Linked DNA regions of Lactuca sativa: region 1 is linked to region 2. Evidence: chromatin contacts called from public Hi-C data. All regions are on one chromosome and are shown on one strand. Each heading gives the region's core, a stretch centred on a gene start, on an enhancer-like site or on the middle of the called end of the contact. The rest is flanking DNA. Distances are from core to core; before and after follow the strand shown. Region 1 holds the start of LOC128132835. Region 2 holds the start of LOC111885714 (AP2-like ethylene-responsive transcription factor TOE3).

Region 1 (2,949 bases), core at 270-2,769, 140 kb before region 2:
AATGAATTTCAACTGTTCGTATTTGTGATTGAGGGCTATTATATCATATTTACAAGTTTGCCACCGTGTCTTTTATGTTTAGAGGCTAATTAAATGAGTGGTTGAAAATGATTCCCCCATTCTCAACCTTTTTTATTTTCTCAATTGAACCCACCTCTCTCTCTCTCTCTCTCTCTCTCTCTCTCTCTCTCTATATATATATATATATATATATATATATATATATATATATATATATATATATATATATATATATATATATAGGGGTAGGTTATTTTCTTTTCACTATCTATTGTGTGCATGTATGACTGATTCTGGACCAATCATTTTAGTTATTTTAAGAAAGTAATTAATGCATATTACATGTTGAAGATATAATAGATATTAATTACATCTTCAGCATTTAATAAGCATTAATTACTTTCTTAAAATAACTAAAATGATTGGTCCAGAATCAATCATACAGGCACACAATAGATAGTGAAAATATTTGAATATATATATATATATATATATATATATATATATATATATATATATATATATATATATATATATATATATATATATATATATATCCTCATAACTTTTATTTTTTATACGTAAAAAGTCAAATAATTATCATTAAATCGACCATCAGGAAGTGTGAAGTCGCTCTCATAAGGGTTGAATACATATGATGGATTGGAAGAGTAAAAGAACAAACAAGTGACTCAAAGGACGATTGCGACATTTCAATGTTATTATATCCCCAACACCAACACATTTTCATCAAATTGTCACCGGTCATCTTATTATTATCTTTAGGGTGGGGGAGGTGTCATATTTCACTTTCTTCCCATCATAAAAACTCTCTGCCACTTCAACTTTAGATTGTTTGTTTTATCTTTCAACATCCCTATATTATATTTCAAACAAGAATATGTTCATGTTTCTCATCCATGTTGTTTTATAACTTATTTTTAAATAGAAAATAAATTTAATTGGAATTAATAAAAAAAACAATATCAAACTTAATTAATAAATATATATTGCTACCAAATGAAATAAATTTTGAATAATAAAAAACTACAACTAAAGAATAATCAAAAATAAAAATACAAGTAATTATTAAAAAAAATACAAGGGTTTTTGTCATAGAGACCCATCTAACTTTTACTTTACGTTTTAAAAGACCAATATTGTTTTTTTTTTTTTTTGGTTTTTGTGGACCCTCAAACTCGAAAATTATCTGTCTCTTATACCCTTATTGATTTCGTAATTTATTCGCCGGTTAAAAAGTTGATGTGGCCGTGGACTTAGGTGGTCAAGTATTAATTGTGCAAAATGTGTAATTCTAGAGTGGAAAAAACTTGTAAATAATCTTAATTCATTTTCCATAGTCGTTTTATAAGAAGAGGAATGGAGATTTGAACTAGAGTTTTTAACCATCGTATCCACTACTGAGATTACACTGCTGATGTCGAAGGTATTCTACTCTTTGAAGATTGTTTCACTGTTGCATGGCTGAGAACGATAATGAAGCTGTATATTTGAGAGTTCATATACACTACAATGGTGAATGGTGTATTTGTTTGACATCCTTCTGGGTATGTTTGTGGGAATAAGTTCCTATTCACTGATGTTGATTGGGCAGGTATGGATGTAAGAGACTTTTTTTGATTTTATTGATAGAGCTATTGGGGAAGAGTTTCAAAACGTCTACTATTGCTTACCTAACATCCCTTTATCTAGAGGGATTTGTCCCATTATAGATCATTTGGATTTTGACCAGTTTATAGATAGCGGGTATGAATATAGGGAAATTTTAGTTTATGTTGATCATAATGGGAATGGGTTGGAGGAATGGTGGGATGATGACATGAATCTTGTTGTTAGTGAAGATAATGAAAGTGGCCTTGAAGATGATAATGTACCTAGAAAAGAAGAAAACAATGCCCCTGATGAAACGCATCCCAATGTAGGTCTTGAAGATAAAGTAATTGACATTGACAAAGTACCTTTGAACAAGACGACTTGGGATGAGTTTCTTAGTAAGTTATATCCTCTAGAAGGTGATACTGGTGACAATGAAGTTGAAGAAGAAGATGTTGAGATCCATTCCATTTTCAACCCTGATATGCAATGGAAGAGGCAAGTACCTGTTCTTGGGATGAAATTTGAAAGTCCAAAGCAACTGAAAAATATGTTCTGTAACTATGATGTGGCAAATGGATACCAACTATGCTTCAAAAAGAATGATAGTAAAAGGTTGTTGGTGGTGTGTTGCAAAGGAGCTTGCCTATTCAGGTTATGGGCTACATGGATGAGGCAGGAGGTGTCATTTCAAATCAAGTCATTGAAGATTGAGCATAATTGTGCTAGAAACTACAAACTAGGATCAATTGTTACATACTCTTGGATAGGAGAGCATTATACAAAGGAAATTTTGCATAGACAAAAGTTAACAATTAGACAATTGAGATTAGAGGTCATCAGGAAGTTTGGAATACGGGTTAGTTTAACTCAATGCAGAAGAGCAAGGGTACATGCCATGAATCTTATAGAGGGGACTCTTATTGAGCATTATGAAAAATTGTGGTCTTATGGGGAGGAAATTAGAAGAAGAAATCCAGGTTCAACAGTCAAAATCGATGTCCAATGCATGCGTGATGGTTTGACTTACTTTAGTAAGTTCTATGTATGTTTTGCTAATGTGAAATCTGATTGGTTAGAAGGTTGTAGAAAGGTGTTAGGTATAGATGGATGTTTCCTTAAGGGTGTATGCAATGGGGAATTATTGTGTGTTGTGGGCAGAGATGCTAACAACCACATATTTCCAGTTGCATGGGCAATAGTGTGTGTTGAGATTAAGGAAAACTGGATGTGGTTTTTGGAGTTGCTCAGAGATGATCTTAAACTAGGTATGAGCACTGGGTTTACCTTAATGTATGACCAACACAAGGGTCT
Region 2 (3,018 bases), core at 25-2,524:
TTATACAATACCATATATGTGATTCCCATCGGCCGGTTCGCCGGTAAAAGGTGACTCCACGGTACTGAGAACTTCTAGACCGCGGCCCACGGCGGCTTTTCTTCAGCGGCTGAGGAACAACGGCGGGGGTAGTTTTTCCGAGGAACCCATCTGCTGTGGCGGCGACACCATCTAAAGGATCGGATGACTGGTGGCAGAATTTAACTCCAAACCAGTGAGCAGTCGGGAAAGTTGTAGCCGGTGAGATCAACCCTTCACCAACTCCGCCGGAGGTCGTGGGTCCCACCTCGGAATCATCAACCGGGAAAAACTGTCGTGTGACTGGAGGATCGCTGTCCCAAGAGGAGTTTTCCGTCATAGAAAAACCAAACAACCTCCCATCACCTGTAGTGCTTCGTTTCCTTGGACTCCCTCTCTCCGATTCCTCCTCCTCGGAGCCCCCATCTTCCTCCATAACAACGGCGGAGGAACTTGAATTCGATATCGACCCCACCCCTTTACCCTTATTAGTATTGTTACTATCCTCTTCATCCCCTTCTACTGGTGAAGAGCACCCCCTCCGATCAGGAAACCCGTTTAGATCCCACATTTCTCCCTCCAAAACCAACAAAGAAAACGAAAAATTAATAATAAAAACTTGTGTTCTCTCTCTCTCTCTCTCTCTCTCTCTCTCTTAATCTCTCTCTCTCTCTCTCTCTCTAGACGTTAGATATATATAATGATTAAAATGGGATTGTTATCTTTTTTATTCTTCTTCTTTTCTGGGTAGGTCTAAAAAGAAAGACAAAGAACAAGAAACCTAGCTAGGGTTTCATAGGATGAAGGTGAGCTATATAGATACATATTCATAAACACACATAGGGTAGATGGGGTGTGGGTGCATCTCCCACTAGATCTTGTGTGTGAGTAAAATCTCTCTAGTCAATACAACCAACTGCCGAATACAGCATGGACGAGGCCAGTTTTCATTAGCCCTTAGCCGAAAGCAGCAAATCCATCTCCCTCCTTTCCTATTCTCTCTCTCTAACTATATTAAAGGTGTGTGTGTATATGTGTGTTTCTCTTTGTGTTCTTGTGAACCCGTTTTCTCTTTGTTTGAATTGTACTACTTTACCCAATTTGAAATCTATCTATCCTCCTTGTAATCTTCTCATTTACACACTATATGCATATATATAAATATATTGATTTTAGAGAGAGAAGGAGCAGGAGAGAGAGAGAAAGAGAGAACCATCTCTTTCTTAGACAGCTTTCCGACGTTAACCAAATCGAAAAAAGAAGTATAATATGTATAATGGGAATAATAATAACAAGTCACAAATGAAAACACTTTAGTTTTTGTCTGTTTTTTCTCTCTCTACAATTATATTATATATCCCGGAAAGGAAATCGACAACACCAAGACTAGAAAGATGACTAATTACTCAATTTCCTTAATTAGTTATTGTTAATTAATTATATGTGTCTGTACTATGTATCATCACACCTCACCTCTCATTCATTCATTCATCCAGTTTTCAGAACATCAATATCAACCCTTCCTTTTTACCATTACAACCATTTTCGCCTTTTCCCTTTTTCTTTCCTACCATATCCTACCATAGTATTCTTTTTAACTTAATTTAGTAAGATGAACTTGGTGCTCCTCGTAGGAACCATTACAAAAAGATAGGTATTAACGGCCACGACTTTAACGGTGACGCTAAGCATTAACAGCGACATGTAAATGACGCGTTACATGTCACCAATAATGCCTAACGTCGTCGCTAATACCCATACATTGGTGATCCGCATCAAATGAACCATGTCCGTTCAATTTTATTCAATCGAACAGTTGTAACGGCGTGAAAAGGCTTTGATTTTTCCCTCAAGGGGTGTCACCGTTAATACCTACATGTCGCCGCTAATACCCGTTGCCGCTAAAACTCCACGCAGATAACCCCTCCAGTTCGCTGTTTCCTGCGTCTTCTATCTGCCCCTTTCTCTCATTCTCTCCATCTCCGGTCTCCCCCTTCTTACACCGCCGCCGATTGCACACATGAAAGTTGTCGCCGGCCTCCAAACCTCCATTGACTCCATTACCGACGACCTAGACTTCCATTACCGGCGACCAAGAAGTGACGAACACACTTCAATTCCGGAATTTTAACAGATTTAAAGTCGAAATTCTTCACTGTTTTCGATTCTTCTTTTGTTTTGATATTTATTTAGTGAGTTTAAGCTTTTAATTTAAGGTTATTGTCGGAGTTGTTGCCAGAATTGTTATTGGAATTGTGAAATTCTTGCCGGAAAATTTCGAAATTAGACTACCACAGACTCCTTTTTCCTCTTTCATTTTATAAGTATAATGTATTTGTATGTGTATGATGCATCTATGTGTTTTTACATTTGTATTTTTTGTATGTGTATTTTTTTTTTGTATGTGTATTATTTGTGAATGTGTAATTTGTATATATGAAAAAAATGAAAAACAGTAGGTTGCTATAATAGAATAAAAAAGTATGATGCTATAATGAGTATGTTTAAAAAACATGTTTATTTGTATTTATATGTATAATGTATGTATTTATGTACGTAATGTGTGGAAAAAATGCAAAAAAATGTATTTATGTATATAATGTATGAGTTTTGAAATTATATATGTAATTTGTATGTATGAAAAAAAAATAGGTTGCTATAATAGAAAAAAAAATTATGATGTTATAGTGAGTATGTGTATGAAACATGTTTATATGTATTTGTATGTATAATGTGTGTACTTATGTATGTAATGTGTGGAAAAAATGAAAAAAAAAATATGTTGCTATAATGAATATGTAATATGTCTATAATGTGAAAAAATATATGTTGTATACATGTATGATTCTATTAGATGTTTATTATGTTTTTATTTTCTTTTTAATATAGTTTCAAAGTGTTTAATTTTGTTAGTGACTTAATGTTGGTCATTACAACTTTAACTTATTAGGCAGGTTATTAATAGCAACGTACTTTTAGTAATTTTAAATTAACTATAAA

What was found. A called contact is a pair of places that touch in the nucleus more often than the background predicts.
Region 1: a Hi-C map of leaf shows a contact between it and region 2, with 5 times the contacts expected there. The contact joins the promoter of LOC128132835 here to the promoter of LOC111885714 in region 2. A contact is called at or near these places in 2 of 4 Hi-C or Micro-C datasets (leaf and seed).

The regions. Positions count from the first base shown.
Region 1 is chr3:142,748,130-142,751,078 of Lsat_Salinas_v11, reverse strand. LOC128132835 reads left to right here and starts at 1,519. Exons shown (of 3, transcript XM_052769825.1): 1 at 1,519-1,526; 2 at 1,675-2,949. The coding sequence starts at 1,519.
Region 2 is chr3:142,612,469-142,615,486 of Lsat_Salinas_v11, reverse strand. LOC111885714 (AP2-like ethylene-responsive transcription factor TOE3) reads right to left here and starts at 1,274. Exons shown (of 9, transcript XM_023881958.3): 1 at 12-1,274. The coding sequence starts at 589.